2 separate regions of the Oryctolagus cuniculus genome follow, and region 2 is linked to region 1. Evidence: chromatin contacts called from public Micro-C data. All regions are on one chromosome and are shown on one strand. Each heading gives the region's core, a stretch centred on a gene start, on an enhancer-like site or on the middle of the called end of the contact. The rest is flanking DNA. Distances are from core to core; before and after follow the strand shown.

Region 1 (2,700 bases), core at 145-2,644:
CCACTGTGCTGTAGGTTTTCTCCAGTGACTGGACTCAATTGAAACAGCCCCAGTCCTGGGTTAAAGCAGAGTTGTCACTTCACTAGTGGTTATTCCCCGTGAAGTTCAATGATAACTGAGGCTGAAGGCAACTGGCCGGGTGAGCTATGCCGGTACCACGTTATTCTCACTGCTTGGCTTCAGCGAGCCCGGAAGACTGCACGCAGGCGCTTCCAGAGAGTACGTAGCGGAGGTGAGTGGCAGCCGGTTCGGTGGTGACACGCGGGAGTCGCAAGGAGATGGGGATGTGCTTTTAGAAGGGGCAGACACGAATCTGTCCGAAGGTGAGGAAGACAGGACAGGCACGGGGTGGCCTTGGCAGTTCGGCAGCCCGTCCAGGTGCCTGAGGAAAACGAAGCTGTGACTCCTCGAACACGGGCTCGCCCCCGGAATCCAGCACCCCACCGCAGTGCCTCCTCCCGGGCAGGGAGGCGGGTTTCAGAGTCTCTCCTGGAGTCCCAGCAGTCTAAGGTAACTGGGGGTCACCCTGGCGCCTCCTTATTCCCACCGATCCATCCTACTGTGGCAGGCTTGCATTCTGCACTGTTAGATTAATTCAAAACCAAGCAGACAGACTTCCAGACCAAGTAGCCACGGGAGACTACATTAGAACTAAAAGTCCCAGTAAGGTGCTTGCATCTTGCTCCCAGGACCGGGGGAGCGGTGTCCCGTGACACTGTCCCTGTTTCCTCCCGCCAAGGGCAGGGCTGAGAGAGGTTGCAGGGTCAGGGAGAGGGAGCCCAGCGTGGCGTCACCGCATCTGGTTTTCCCGGGGTGTAGAGAGCCAGGCAGGAGGCGGCAGGTGCGAAGGTCGTGCCGCCGGTGGGCACAGCGGCCTGCGACCTTGCGCTCTCGCTGGGCCTGGCGATCTTCCTCTGTAGGCCACGGCTTGCCCCAGAATTGCTCCGGGCTGCCCTTCGGGAACAGGGCGTCTACTTCGCCCGGAAAGTAAACAGAACCCCGAGCGCAGAGGAGGCCGAAGGTCACCCATCTCAAAGTCAACAGCCCTTCTAGAGCCAATTCAGCTACCTCTTCATCTCCCTGGCCAAACCAGGAGCCCCGTGCCCCTCCTGCCCCGGCCGTGGGCAGCCCCCCAGGGTGCCAGTCGCTGGATCCAATCGCAAACCCTCCCCCGGGAAGACCCGCCCCAACACCCGCTCGGGAAACAGTGAGCACGACGGGCTGTCAGCGTCGGGGGACGCTGGGACACCCTGCCCACAGCCGCCGGGCCGCGCCCAGAGCACACCGCCACCTCCAAGCCCCGGGATCCGGAAAACGCCGCACCGCCCGGGCGCCGCCACTCACGCACTTTCCGGCACGCCACAGCCGTAAACGCCGCCGACCACTTCCACGGCTCCGTCAGTCAACCGCGAGAGCGGGGCGGGGCGCGGTAAGGGGGCGGATCCAGCCGTCACCAAAAGGGGAGGAGCGCCAGCCGGAAGGACCCCAGCGCGACTGCGCAGGGCGCTGCGCGCGCGCCGGCCTTGGAGCCCCCCGAGTGGGCGGGGCCTGTCGTCGTGACAACCGGGCAGCGTTTGTCCACACAACCTCCTTCGCTGACCGCGGACCGAGGACGCTGGCCACCGCCTCCTCATGGTGAGTTGGGACAATGAGGGATACGGGTGAGGGGGCGAGCCCTGATTCTGCTTGTCCGGGGTGAAATGGTGTCCCAAGAGCCCAAGGGAGCGGATAAGGTGAGGCGAGAACGCGTCCTCCCGGGGTGGTGACCGCCGACCTGTCTGGCCCCTGGGGGGAGTCCGAGTTAGCGTCTGCACACGGGAGACGGCCGGAGCGGCCACTCGGCGCCCCAGTGTCGCACACGGGTCAGCGTGAGCGTTGGCCGCAGCCTGGCCACCTGCAGCCCCAGTTGGCGGGGTTGTTCTCCTGCCGCCTCAGTCGTTCGTTGAGCTGGTGCGATGTACTCTCATGTGGCTTTCTGTGGGAGTCTGTATGGGCTCTTGGTGATTCCAGACACTCAGCTCGCGTTAATTATGCTGAGGCTTCTTTCTTGGTTTAATGCGCTCCTCCCCCAGGGCTCTCTCCGGCTGATAGGCAGCCGTGAGACTCTCTTCTTCCCCACGGTTGTCAATGTCGTTTCCGCCAAGACATCGCCTATGGTTAAAGCCGGAGCAGGTGGAGGGTGTAATTACGGCGTGAGTTATTTCATTCATTCATTAAGGGAACACATGAAGTGTGTTGTGTTTGCTTGGCGCTGGGCTGCAAGCCAAGAATGCACGGATGGATGTGACAACCTGGCTGTGGGAGACAGATGAAACAAAGTATCTGCGAGGCGGCTTTATAACCGTCTCAGTCGGAAGCATCTAAAATGGGGTAACACACAGTTGGAAGGGAAATGGGTGCATGGGAGGCAGACAGAGGAAGGAAGGAGTGGTGGCTTTGAACCCAGTGTAAATGGTGGAAAGAAAGAGTGGGGCGCCTGCACGCCGCGGCCTACTGGGGCCAGGTGCACCTGGTGGAGCTGCTTGTGGCGCACGGGGCCGACCTGAATGCGAAGTCCCTGCTGGATGAGACGCCCCTGGACGTGTGCGGCGACGAGGAGGTGCGGGCCAAGCTGCTGGAGCTGAAGCACAAGCACGACGCCCTCCTGCACTCCCAGGGCCGCCAGCGCTCCCTGCTGCGCCGGCGCACGTCCAGCGCAGG
Region 2 (2,700 bases), core at 67-2,566, 710 kb before region 1:
CGCGCCCGCAGCCGGCAAAGTTCACTCGCGCCGACCTCTCCGCCTGCGACCCCCCAGCAAAGTTTCCAGCCCACAAAGCCAGCTCGAGTCCGGGTCCCCTCCTCCCGATTCCCCCTGCCCAGGGGCGCCGGGGTGGGGGTGGGGGCGCAATCCAAGCCCCACACCCTCCACGCCCCATCCCGCCCGAGAACGCAGCTCCCCCTAAGCCGCCAGCCCGCAAGCGAGCTGGATTTCCACCCAGAGCAAAGGAAAAAAAAAAAAAAAAAGCCAGACAGACATTTCCCTTCGCAACAAAAGTGGCCTCCAAAGTCCCCTTGCCAAGGACACCGAGAGGAAGGCGCCGAGCAACCAGAGACTCGCACTTGTGGAGGAGGCGCACACGGGCGACGCCAGGCAAAAGGTGACCGCCGAGCGGGGCTTGGGGGGCGGCGCGGGCGCCCCGCGGCTCCCCGAGGCCGGCGAGGCTCGCAGGGAGGCTGCCCGGGGCCGCGGCCGCCGCCGCCGCCGCCGCAGAAAGTTAATACTCACTCAGTTTCGCAACTGCGCCGCCCCCGCAGGCCCCCGGCGGGCCCGGCCCGGGCGCTGGGGACGCGGCGGCGGCGCCCGGAGCCCGTCCCCGGGCTGCGCGCTCCGCGCCGGCCGGAGGCCCCGGCTCCGCGGCGTCCTCTCTCTCTCTCTCCCTCAGTGTCTCTCTCGGAAGGCGTCCTGCCGGGCCGGCGCTAGCTGAGCCTCGGCCGCCGGGGCTCGAGCGCGCGGGCAGCGGCCGAGCCGCCGCGGACCGGCCGGCGAGGCTCGGCGAGGCGGGCGCTGCGCGGGGAGCCGGACGGAGCGCGGGCGGCCGAGGCGCGGGCGGCTCGCTCCCGCGGCCGGTGCCTCCGGGCTGGGGGCCGGGCTGGGGGCCGGGCCAGGCCGGGCCGGGCCGGGCGGCTCCGCCCCTCGGCCGGGCCGCGGGCTGAGCGCGCGAGAGGCGCCCCCCTCGGCCGCGCTCGGGTCGCCGCGGCCGCCGCGGGTCTCGCGGGCCCGCGGCGCGGGGAGCGAGCCGGTAACGGAACTGGGACGCGGCGCTGCATTGTGGGAGCTCCGAGGGCCCCGGGGGCCAGCGCTCGGCCGGCCACGGCGGCGCGCCCCCTGCGCCGGGGCCGAGCGGACGTGGCGGGAGGGCGCGCGCTGCACTGACCGTGGCCGGAGCCCAGCCTCCGCGGCGGCGGCCCGGGGCCGGGACTCGCTCGAGCTGCCCTCTGCGGGTTCCCCGGGAAGCCGGCGGCTCGTTCCGCGGCCGAGGGAGAAGAAACGAGAGCGAGGGCGCGCGCCCTTCCATCTCCGCCCCGGACTGGGTTTGCGCTGCGGTGCACGCCGAGTGGCTGTGATTGCGCGGCCCCCTGCGCAGCAGGCGGTGACAGAGGCCGGGCGGGGGTGGACACACACACACACACACACGCACGCACACGCATGAATCAGCTGTGAGTAACAGAAGTTTAGAACGAGCCGGGCCGGGCTTGGCTTGGCTTCAGACGGAAATCGGTGCTTGAGTGTGGCCCCGCAGGTCCGTGCGTCAGCTTCACTAGTCCGCTGCATGCTTTGGGGACAGCACGCGACGCGTGCTGCCGCTGGCCGGCTCGCAGCCTTGGGTATGGGCTTGGACGCCCGCGCGCCCGCCGGCCCGCCGCAGCAGCGGCCGTTCAATCGGCTGGGGTTGGGGTTGGGGTTGGGAGTGCCGCGCGTGGGGGAGCTGCGAGACGCGGCCCCGGCCCCCTTAATTCTCCAGGCACTGATTCTTCTCCCAGACACGGATGGCAGACTTGCACAGCTCACTGCAGCGCGCGTCCGCCTCAGGACCTGGGGTGTGTTTTTGTTTTAATTTTTTTTTTTTTCTTTTTGACCCTGGGTTTGGTTCTCTGGGTTTTTGACGTTTCCTGATTCCACAGCCCATTGATTTCCTCCACCTCGCAGGTGCGCCGGGGAGGGCGGGCTGGTAAGACCTGAATGTTGGCGGATCCACGTTTGGCGGATCTGGGGAGAGGAGAGCTTTGTGGCCCCAGTGTGCACCCTAAGGCGACGCCACGCGAAGGGGCTCTGTGGGCCACGGGGTGGCCTTTGACCCCGGGTGACTCTTGTCAAAGGAGTTGTTTAGCCCTCAGGTGAGCCTGTCCTGGCCTCTCACTCCCTTGCCGACTCTTCCCTCCACTGCACACCGATTGCCCAATTGGATGGAAAAATTCGGTCCCCATCTTGCTGTGGCCCCTGGCGGCCTGTGGCCGTGCTGACTGGCTGTTCCTCCTTGGAACTGCCTTCTTGGGCTGGGCAGCCCTTGTGGTGAACGGTCTCCCAGGGGGGGGGGGTGTGGGGGGCGGTGGGTGGCAGACAGCACTGTGGCTGCTATCGGACCAAGATGTATGATCTCCAGGAGCAGCTGGGCCTTAATCGAGTTTCTGTTGATCCCTGGGTTTCGTCACACAGCCAGAGGTGGACGGGTTGATGGAGGCAGGCACCCATCTGCCGCGTGACCGGCATTTAAATCCGGGTAAATTTATGATGCCTGGCTAGCCACGCCCACTCGCAGAGAAGCGCTTGCAGGCACCGATGACCACTCCACAGCACGGTGGACCTCACTGGCAGCTGTCGAAGTCTGGGAATTGGCTTCGGTGGAGGCTGGACAGACCACCTGCCCCAGCCTCTCTGGTGTGTTCTGTTGTGAGCGGT

Evidence for each region. A called contact is a pair of places that touch in the nucleus more often than the background predicts.
Region 2: a Micro-C map of ear pinna shows a contact between it and region 1, with 8 times the contacts expected there. The contact joins the promoter of RASSF8 here to the promoter of ETFRF1 in region 1. A contact is called at or near these places in 2 of 6 Hi-C or Micro-C datasets (ear pinna and an unstated tissue).

Annotation. Positions count from the first base shown.
Region 1 is chr9:122,501,657-122,504,356 of mOryCun1.1, reverse strand. It overlaps ETFRF1 (electron transfer flavoprotein regulatory factor 1), which reads right to left and starts at 1,394. Exons shown (of 3, transcript XM_002712703.5): 1 at 1,349-1,394. It overlaps DNAI7 (dynein axonemal intermediate chain 7), which reads left to right and starts at 1,627. Exons shown (of 19, transcript XR_011379032.1): 1 at 1,627-1,733. It overlaps KRAS (KRAS proto-oncogene, GTPase), which reads left to right. Exons shown (of 6, transcript XM_070049515.1): 6 at 1-1,469. It also overlaps the pseudogene LOC138843732.
Region 2 is chr9:123,210,355-123,213,054 of mOryCun1.1, reverse strand. RASSF8 (Ras association domain family member 8) reads right to left here and starts at 1,316. Exons shown (of 5, transcript XM_051850353.2): 1 at 1,178-1,316. LOC138843660 (serine/arginine repetitive matrix protein 1-like) reads left to right here. Exons shown (of 8, transcript XM_070048360.1): 3 at 1-2,138. The coding sequence ends at 723.